2 separate regions of the Sus scrofa genome follow, and region 1 is linked to region 2. A link is a contact called in public HiChIP or PLAC-seq data. All regions are on one chromosome and are shown on one strand. The core of a region is the stretch at or near the end of the contact, and the rest is flanking DNA. Distances in the headings are between cores, read along the strand shown.

The links. HiChIP or PLAC-seq counts read pairs in DNA pulled down with a chosen protein or histone mark.
Region 1: an H3K27ac HiChIP or PLAC-seq map of alveolar macrophages shows a contact between it and region 2. The contact joins two enhancer-like sites. A contact is called at or near these places in 2 of 47 Hi-C or Micro-C datasets (both in liver) and 1 of 2 datasets of contacts at active chromatin or transcription factors (alveolar macrophages).

The regions. Positions count from the first base shown.
Region 1 is chr4:14,939,967-14,944,663 of Sscrofa11.1, forward strand. The region is part of intron 1 of MTSS1 (metastasis suppressor protein 1); the gene reads left to right. Among named protein-coding and RNA genes, the nearest start is that of MTSS1, 9.0 kb to the left of the region's middle. Within about 2 kb of position 2,590, at least 18 of the 83 cell types and tissues checked have an H3K27ac peak or open chromatin away from gene starts, as enhancers often do. A contact at or near this core is called in alveolar macrophages, where this site is marked.
Region 2 is chr4:14,801,070-14,805,555 of Sscrofa11.1, forward strand. The region is part of intron 2 of LOC106509966 (a long non-coding RNA gene); the gene reads right to left. Among named protein-coding and RNA genes, the nearest start is that of ZNF572, 81 kb to the left of the region's middle. Within about 2 kb of position 1,727, at least 3 of the 83 cell types and tissues checked have an H3K27ac peak or open chromatin away from gene starts, as enhancers often do. A contact at or near this core is called in alveolar macrophages, where this site is marked.

The sequences.
Region 1 (4,697 bases), core at 1,340-3,839, 140 kb after region 2:
TGCCCTGGTGAGGTGGACTGACATTCAGACTTTGGCCTATTTGACCTTCAGGCTGGACCTCTTAGGGGCATGCCTAAGGTAGAGAGCTGGGGGTGTGGATTTATTTCTGGAAGGCAGCATTTCGCTGGCCTGAGAGTCCTACAGGCAAGGAAGTAATTAGGGTCACATCTCTGGGCCAGCCTGGAGGTGTGAGCTTGAGCCAAGGACCCTGGTGGCGTGGCCGGCTCCCATCTGACTGTCAACTTTTTGTGGAAAAGGTTTGTTTATGATATATTGACACACTGTGGCTTTTTCCTTCTCCCACTGAACCCATCTTTTGGCAGACAAGCTGCCATTCCCCTCTCTCCTCCTTCCTCAGGTGTACAGAGGGGAACGTCATTTCCGACCTTGGCTTCTGTCCTTGTCCCCATCCAAGTACTTGCAGTCTTCTCTGTGACTGGCCAGAAGGCCACCTTCATATGTCTGGGATCCCATCAGCCCCTGAGGTTGGGTGACTCTGCCCATCAGTCCCCCTAATTATATGAATTAAATAAGTTCACCCAAAGTTCAATGACATCTGAAGAACTCCTTGCCTTGAACTCATTTAGTGTCCAGCCCTGGAACTCTCCTGTGGAAGGGCTTTCTGTGTTTAATTATTTCCTGGTAGCCCTCTAGTTGGGTTGAGTCAGGCGAGCCACTGCCAGTCTGTGTTTGGGGAAGCTGCTGGAATCGCCTAAACCGCTCCTTTCTGTATCTTGGTGTATCTGACCTTGGTCCTAGTTTCTAAGTGCTTTTTCTTCTCCTGTCTAGTTTAAGTGGGTGAAAAAAAAAAAAAATCAATGGCGTGCTTTTGAGCTGTATGTCTTTTTATTTGCTTTCTTTCCCTCGAAGAATTTGGACAGTCGTGAGACTATTGGCTTGCTCAGCATCAGCCACCTCCTGAGTCCTGGAGATGGATGGTGGATTTGCCTGGGACGCCCTTCCCTGCCACCGCCCACGGCAGGGGTCTCTAGGGGGTGGAGGAAGAAGAGAGAGGCTGAGGAGGTGTGTCCCTTTTGGTAGAATGGGCATGGCTATGAGAACAGGTGCATTGGATTCCCTGGGAGCAATAAGACACTGATGCCTGGACCCTGTTCCCCAGAGGGTCTCATTCATTGCTTTTGGAGTACATTTCAGGCCTTGGGATTTTTTTTTTTTTTTTTTTTTGGCTTTTCAAGGCTGCACTTGCAGCCTATGGAGGTTCCCAGTCTAGCGGTCTAATTGGAGCCATAGCCACCGGCCACAGCCACAGCCTCGCCAGATCTGAGCTACGTCTGCAACCTGTGCTGCAGCTTGCAGCAACACCGGACCCTTGAAGCCACTGAGCAAGGCCAGGGATCACACCCGCATCCTCATGGATACTAGTTGGGTCCTTAACCTGCTGAGCCACAGTGGGAACTCCAGCATTAGGATTTTTAAAAGCACCCGCAGCTACACACAGATCCAGCAGCCTCGGTGTGTTTTTGCAGCCTTTCCCAAGTCTGAGTAAGGGGCATCTTTACATGGTGGCTCCACAATGTGAATATATTTGCTATTACTGAACCACAGGCTTCAGGACGGTGAATTTTATGTTGTGTGTATTTACTACAGTTAATAAAAGTAATTTTACAGCGAAATAATGTCACAGTGAATAAGTTGAAGGATGAAAATAACAACAGAAGAAACCTTTTTAGACTCCTTGGCTGTTTTTCATTGCTCTGTAATAGTCCTGTCTGGTATGGTTTTCTACAATCATGGAATTTATCAGCTACGTTAGCCACTAGCCGCACGTGAGTTTTGAGCCCTTGCAGTGTGGCGAATGCTACTGAGGAACTGATTTTGATATTTCATTTGCTTGCAACTTGTTTAAATTTCAGTAGCCATCTATGGCCAGCGGCTATCGTCTTGGACAGTGTGGACCTGTAACCTACCATCTAAGTAAAGACACCGCTTGCTTGGCAACCCTCCTTCCTGTCCACATTCCTCTTCTGGCCCCATCACTGCCCCTGTCACAGTTCTGGAGCTGCTGCTGCTCCTGAGCTTGGCGGCAGTGAGATCTGGTTTTCAGTCCTGTAAGCAAATGTCTTCATCTCTCTCTCTCGGAGCTTTCTTTTCCTCTTCTGTAAAATGAGTCTCATAAAGTACCCGTCTCAGAGGGTGGTTGGGATTCTGAAATGAGATTGTATTTGTACAGGGCCTGACCCAGGGCCTCGGGCGCCCTGCGCTCAGAGGGTAGCTGCTGTTACCTCTCGGTCTTGCAGATTTGGGAGCCAAGTATTCTAAAGTCTTGAAATCCGTCATTGTCTCTGCCACTTCTAAGGGCAAACACGACCACACCCTCTACTGAGCTGTATTTATAGCTTGCCGTGAAGCTGCAGGAAATGGAGAAGTTGAGGGGTTTTTTCTTGCTAAGTAAATCACTCTTGAGTTCATTATAACCTCATCAGGCTCCACAGGGCCTGTTGGCCTTTCTCTATTTGCAAACCTTCTGTCTGTTTATAAAAGGAGGGACGGGCTGGGTGCCTGGAGGAGGCCCTCCGGGGCCTTTAATTTAATGCTTTAAAAAAAAAAAAAAAAAAAAAGCCTTTTAGAGATGTTTACACCAGGGTAAGGGGAGACGCGCACGGCATTGTCAGGGCCTGCTTTTTCTCTCTACCTTGTTCAGGTCCTCTTCTTTTTCTGGGGTGACTACTGGGAGAAGTGGCTTCATTTGCCTCTAGGCTGCCTTTTAGCAGCACCTTTGTACTGGCTTCTATTCCTTCCCAAGACTCGGATGTGTCTGGGTTCCTCCTGCCTTCAGGGGCCCCTGTGCTTTGGCCCTGGTGGAGTGACCTGCTCTGCTCCCCGAGTCCACCAACCTGGACTCCATGGCTTCTTTGAACACAGCCGGTGGCCCTCATTCTTGCTCTGTGTCCCACTTGGAGGACCTTCTCTGCCATTTTTGGATTATTGACATCTTTCTGATCCTCCTCCAAAGCCTCACCAGAAAGTTACCTCATTTCTGGACCCTCTGGTTTCCACCAAGTCAGATATCCTTGGGTGTTTTTCCACATTCGGTGTTGACTCTGCCCAGTGCTTGATTCCAGTGGTTGCCCTTGGCTGTGAAGCCTGGCTCTGCCCCTCTCAGCTCTCTTACTCTGGCCAAGTTACTCTGGTCTCCTGAGCCTTGATTTTCTTATCTGTAAAATAGGATTAGAAGAGAAAGCGTATGTAAAGGGCTTAGCGTGAAATGAATGCTAAGTTAAATGCTCTTGTGGGATTCCTGCTGTGGCGCAGTGGGATCCGTGGCCACTTGCAGCATCAGGATGCAGGTTCCTTCCCCGGCCTGGCACCATGGGTTAAAGGATCAGGCATTGCCACAGCTGCAGCGTTAGGTCTCAGCCGTGGCTCGGATCCGATTCCTGGCCAGGAACTCCATGTGCCGTGGGGTGGCCAAAAATGGGGGAGAAAACCCGCTTTTGTGTATCTATCTGAGCCATCCTGATAATTTCCACCCAAGTCCCCCCGCCAACAGCAGCACTCAGAAATTTCAGAAAATATAAGAAACCTGTACCTTCGCCTTGTTAATGCAGTAGAGACAAAAGTGAAATGCTCCAATTTTGAGCCTGTAAATCATTTGAGAGAACGCAGTACACATTTTCAACAAAAGATGACGGTGTCCTCTCCTGCTGGGAGGGTGGAGGTACACCTGTGACCTTGCCCGAAAGTCGTTTAGTCTAGAGGAGGGAACAGACAAGTCACCGGAAAGCAGCATGGTCAGCGCCATGATAGATGTCAGGCCCAGGTTTTGAGGGTGGCCCCTGGGGAAGGCCTCTGATTCTCATTTGGAATAGAAAGGCAGAATTGGGGGAGGCTTTTGGTACAGGTGACCCCCGCAAGCGGAGAGCTGTGTTTTATTTTGCTTATTGAACAAGCACTTATGTGGTACAACCAGGCATTGCTCCAGTGCTTTACAAAAAAAGACTCTTAATCCGCCCAACAACCCAGGAGGTAGTTACTGTGTATGTACCAGGGAGGGAGTTACTGCTCGATTTCCCATGTGACAGATGGGGAAACTGAGGTGCAGAGAGGTGAAGCCATTTGCCCGCATCATGCAACGAAGAGCTAACAGCTGGGATTTGAGCCCAGGCAGCCTGGCTGCAGAGTCTGTGCCCTTAATCCTCGGTGCTGGGCTGTCTCTCCCAGCTTTTGAGAACATCTGTTTCGGATGCCGTAGTGGATGCTGTTTATCCATCACTTTGATGATGGTTCCATCTACGCCTTTAGGATGTGGGATGAACCAGATAAAGCATCCAAATCGAGGCCTCTTCTCTGAGCTGCTTCAAGGAGCCCAGGGGGCCTCCCTCTATTTCAAGAGGACTTGGGCCATGGACACTCCTGGGCAGGAGCTTGCTTACTTGTCAGCAGAGGGAAGTGCAGGGGGTGTGGTTCCCAAGGGTCCGACCGGTTGTCCGAGGTGGCAGCCACACACCATGTGTTTGTTGCGCTGGAGAAACCCCCTCTGTCACGGTCGCCCCAGTAACGAACCCACACCCTCGCCCAGCAGGAAGAGGGCTGTGTGCAGTAGGAGGCTGGAAATGCTTTGTGATTAGTTCCCAGGGAGACCTCAGTCTCCCTTCTGAGGCCTGGCTTGCTCCAGCCCGTCCCGGCAGCTCCAGCAGCTGAGCACGAGGCCATTAAGGAAGTCTTTGAGTTTGGTT
Region 2 (4,486 bases), core at 477-2,976:
GATGCTGACTCACAGACATTGAAAAACTTATGGTCTCCAGAGGAGACAGTTTGGAGGGTGGGGGGATGTGCTTGGGCTGTGGGATGGAAATCCTGTGAAATTGGATTGTTATGATCATTATATAACTACAGATGTGATAAATTCATTTGAGTAATAAAAAAGAAGATGCATCTCAAAAAATATATATATATATATAAAGTGTTAGACTTTTTACCCTTAGGATTTTTTTTTTTTTGTCTTTTTAGGGCCGCACCCTTGACATATGGAGGCTCCCAGGCTAGGGGTCTAATTGGAGCTGTAGCCACCGGCCTACAACAGGGCCGCAGCAACACCGGATCCTTAACCCACTGAGCAAGGCCAAGGATCGAACCTGCAACCTCATGGTTCCTAGTTGGATACGTTTCCGCTGTGCCATGACAGGAACTCCAAGAATTTTTTTAAAATCAGGCATAATTCACATATAATATAGTTCAGCCTTTTACAACATACACTTCTGTGGGGTTTTGTGTACTTGCATGGTTGTGTAACCATTACTGGTATCTAATTCTAGAACATTTTTATCACCCCAAAGAGAAACCCCACACCCTAACAGTCACCCCTCATCTCTGCTCCTCTTAGTCCCTGGCAGCCACTATTCTACTTTCTGTCTTTATGGATTTGTCCATGCTGGACATTTGATAAAAATAATATCATATAACACATGGTCCTTTGTGACTGGCTTCTTTCACTTAGGATCATGTTTTTGAAGTTCATTCATGTACCATGTGCTAGCACTTTTTTTTTTTTTTTTTTTGGTCTTTTTAGGGCTGCACCCATGGCATATGGAAGTTCCCAGGCTAGGGGTCAAATTGGAGCTGTAGCCATCAGCCTATGCCACAGCCACAGCAATGCCAGATATGAGCCGCATGTGCGACCTACACCACAGCTCATGGCAATGCTGGATCCTTAACCCACTGAGAGAGGCCAGGGATTGAACCCGAGTCCTCATGGATACTAGTCGGGTTCGTTAACCACTGAGCCATGATGGGAATTCCAGCACTTCATTCTTTTTATGGCTGAGTAATACCACATGGTATATTACATGGAGAGACCACATTTTGTCTATACACTCATTAGTTCATGGACATTTGGGCTGTTTCCACTTTGGGGCTGTTATGAATAGAGGCACTATGAACATTCATGTGGAAGTTTTTACATGGGCATATGTTTTCAGTTCTCTTGGATATATACCTACCCTTGAGAACTTGGTATCTAGCTGGAGAAGGAGCCTGAGGAACTAAACTCAGGTCTCAGAAATAATGTGAGATCCCCTCACCTCAAAAATTACACTGTCAAGATAATGTCTGCCCGTTGTGGCTGGAAATGCAAAGTTCCAGTCCACTACCGGAAAGAAAATCTTAACTTGAGCTGATAACTTGTCTACACAGAGTTCAGAGGAGGAGGAAGCAGTTCCTTCTTTTACTACAGAATCAAGTACCGGTCCATGAGAAGTCCACCTTGAATGACCCTCTGGGAATGCACCTGTTAGGTTGTAATACCCCTCGGCCCCCCCTCCACAGACCTTCCCTACAAGTAATAAATATGAATCTAGGTGCTGGAGAGAGAGTGGCCAAGAAAATAAATATAGTTCCTGCACTCATGGAGTTTACAATCTTTTTCAGAGAAAGATTAACCAAATGCTTACATGTAATGAAGGCTCATGTGGTGGCTCGTGGACGAGAAAGGAGAAGTGAGCAAGCAAGCCTGGCATTAGCCTAGAAACCAGAGCCAGGGTGTCCAGGGCCGTGTGGAGGACTTGCTTCTAGAACCTTCTTTCTACTTGTCTCTCCGAGTTGATGCCTTGATTTTCACAGGGAGAAATGTGGGCCGCTCTGAGCTCTAAATGTCTCATTCAATTCCGCATTGAAAATCTCAAGAAAGGGGGAGTTCTCGTGGTGCCTCAGTGAGTTAAGAACTCGACTAGTATCCATGAGGATGCAGGTTGGATCCCTGGCCTCACTCAGTGGGTTAAGGATCCTGCATTACCATGAGCTGTGGTGTAGGTTCCAGACACGGCTTGGACTCCACATTGCTGCTAATGTGGCACAGGACGGCAGCTGCAGCTCTGATTCGACCCCTAGCCTGGGAACTTCCATATGCAGCAAGTGAAGCCCTAAAAAGGAAAAAAGAAGAAGAAAATCTCAAGAAAGGTTCTCACTGGACTATGTCCTTGGGAAGAGAATGGAGTTCTCTAACAGGTCAGCATAGGTCACATGCCACCTAGGTTCTAAGGAGGGTAGGCTATGGTACCCAAAGAAAGAGAGAAGGAATGAGCAGACAAAAACAATCAATGCTCACCACAGCAGACAAAAATAATCAATGCTTATTTTTCTAAGTAGGGTGGAAAGGAATGCATGATCAGAAAAAGTGTAGCTCTTCAGAGGTATCCAGACAGGAAAAACAGGCCAGGCTAGATTATGTAGAACCCTTTATACCATGAAAGGAGCTTGGCCTTTTATCTCATTGCCCTGAGGAAGCCACCGAAGAGTGTTAAGCCAAGGGAGGGATGTATATTTTAGAGTTACCAGCCTTGAAGACAGGAAGAAGTATTGGGGGCTTTTGTAATTGTCCCTGTGAGAGTTGATGAGGTCTGAACCAAGGCAGTAGAATTTGCGAAGAGAGTCTAGGTGTAGGATATGTTGGCGGAGGTGCCTGAAGAGTTTGTCGCTGTGACAGGTGATGGAGAGGGAGGAGCCAGGCATACAACTGTTCCCATTCGATAAGTAGTCAAGCTCACCTGTGATGAACTTCAGGCTCAGGGCAATTCAAAACTGTGCCTGGGAGTTCCTGTCATGGCTCAGTGGTTAACAAATCCAACGAGAAACCATGAGGTTGTGGGTTCGATCCCTGGCCTCGCTCAGTGGGTTGAGGATCTGGTGTTGCTGTGAGCTGTGGTGTAGGCCAGCAGCAACAGCTCCTATTAGACCCCGAGCCGGGGAACCTCCATATGCCGCAGGTGTGGCCCTATAAAAGACAAAAAGACAAAAAACAAAACAAAACAAAAAACTGTGCCTGAAAGAGTTGGGTGCTGCAAACAAAAAAAGCAAAGTAAGGCATGGTCTTTGCTCCCTAAGGGGCTCTCTAAATGTTGGGGAGCTAAAGTAAATATGAGAAAGGCGAAATGCAAGGTCAATTGAGTCAAATGTGATCAGTGAGATTGCGAGCACAGGATACTCTCATTTTGTTGGCTGATGGGGCCAGACATTATCAAGGAAAGACAGCTGAGATGAGCTTTAAGGCATGGGAAGCATTCCTACAGGTGGGGAGTTGGTGGGGGGCATTTCCGACAGAAGAAATCACATGAGCAAAGACATGGTGACGGAAACGTACATGGCATATTTGGAGAGTATGGAATGACTCGTTTGACTAGATGTCAAGAAGTTGTGAAAGATAAACCAGCAGGATGAGGATACAGGGGTGGGGTGAAAGATTGTTAGCTTTTTTTGCAATCATCCACATGTGGTTAGGCTATTCGTGGAAAGAGGAATTTAAGTAAAGGAGATCATTTAGGGGAAAGATGCTAAGTACTGCTTGGATGTATTGTGATGGAGGTAAATGTAGGACACCCCCGTGGTGATGACCCAGTGATAACTTACGAAAGGTGAGGGCTGAACTCCTGCATAGATGTGCAGTGGGTGTAGCTGCATGCATTAGTTTTTACCCTGATTCACTCAAATAATGATTTGAGTAGCATTTCCAAATTTGCACTACAGAATTTAAAAAAATAGGATGCCTGACAAAGGAAAACACACAGACATGAAATATAATTAAATTTAAGCCATAAGGTTAACATCAAATTTTTATGCTGCAGTTCCTGTAAAACTGCTAGAGGGGGACAGCAAATCTGGCTTAGAACTTCCCAACAGCCAAAGCAAAGGGAAGCATGATTAGTCATAAGATTTCTACTGGACAAAAAAAATACATTATTTATAAATCTTCTAGCCAGAGACAAAGTTGAGGGCTCTGATGTGTTTCCAAGACGCTCCAGTAGAGACACCCAAAGCTCTATTCACCTGGGGCTCCTCTCCTTCAAGAGCACATCCATCTTGAGGTTAGATATGGACCAATGATTTGCTCTGTCCAATGAAATGCGAGCACGCATGGTGTGTCATCCAAGTGGAAGATTAAAGAGCCGGGATACAATTCTCCCTTTGCTCTTTCTCATGCCACCGTGATTGAGACTGCCAAGAAGGGACTACAGAGAAAAAGGGAAGAAAAGAGGAAGGAAAATGGACTGTTTGGTAACATCCAAGGCATAAGACAAGAAGAGAAGGTAACAAAAAAGAAGAGAGGGAGTTCCCGTCATGGCGCAGTGGTTCATGAATCCGACTAGGAACCATGAGGTTGCGGGTTCGATCCCTGGCCTTGCTCAGTGGGTTAACGATCCAGCGTTGCCGTGAGCTGTGGTGTACGTTGCAGATGCGGCTCAGATCCCGTGTTGCTGTGA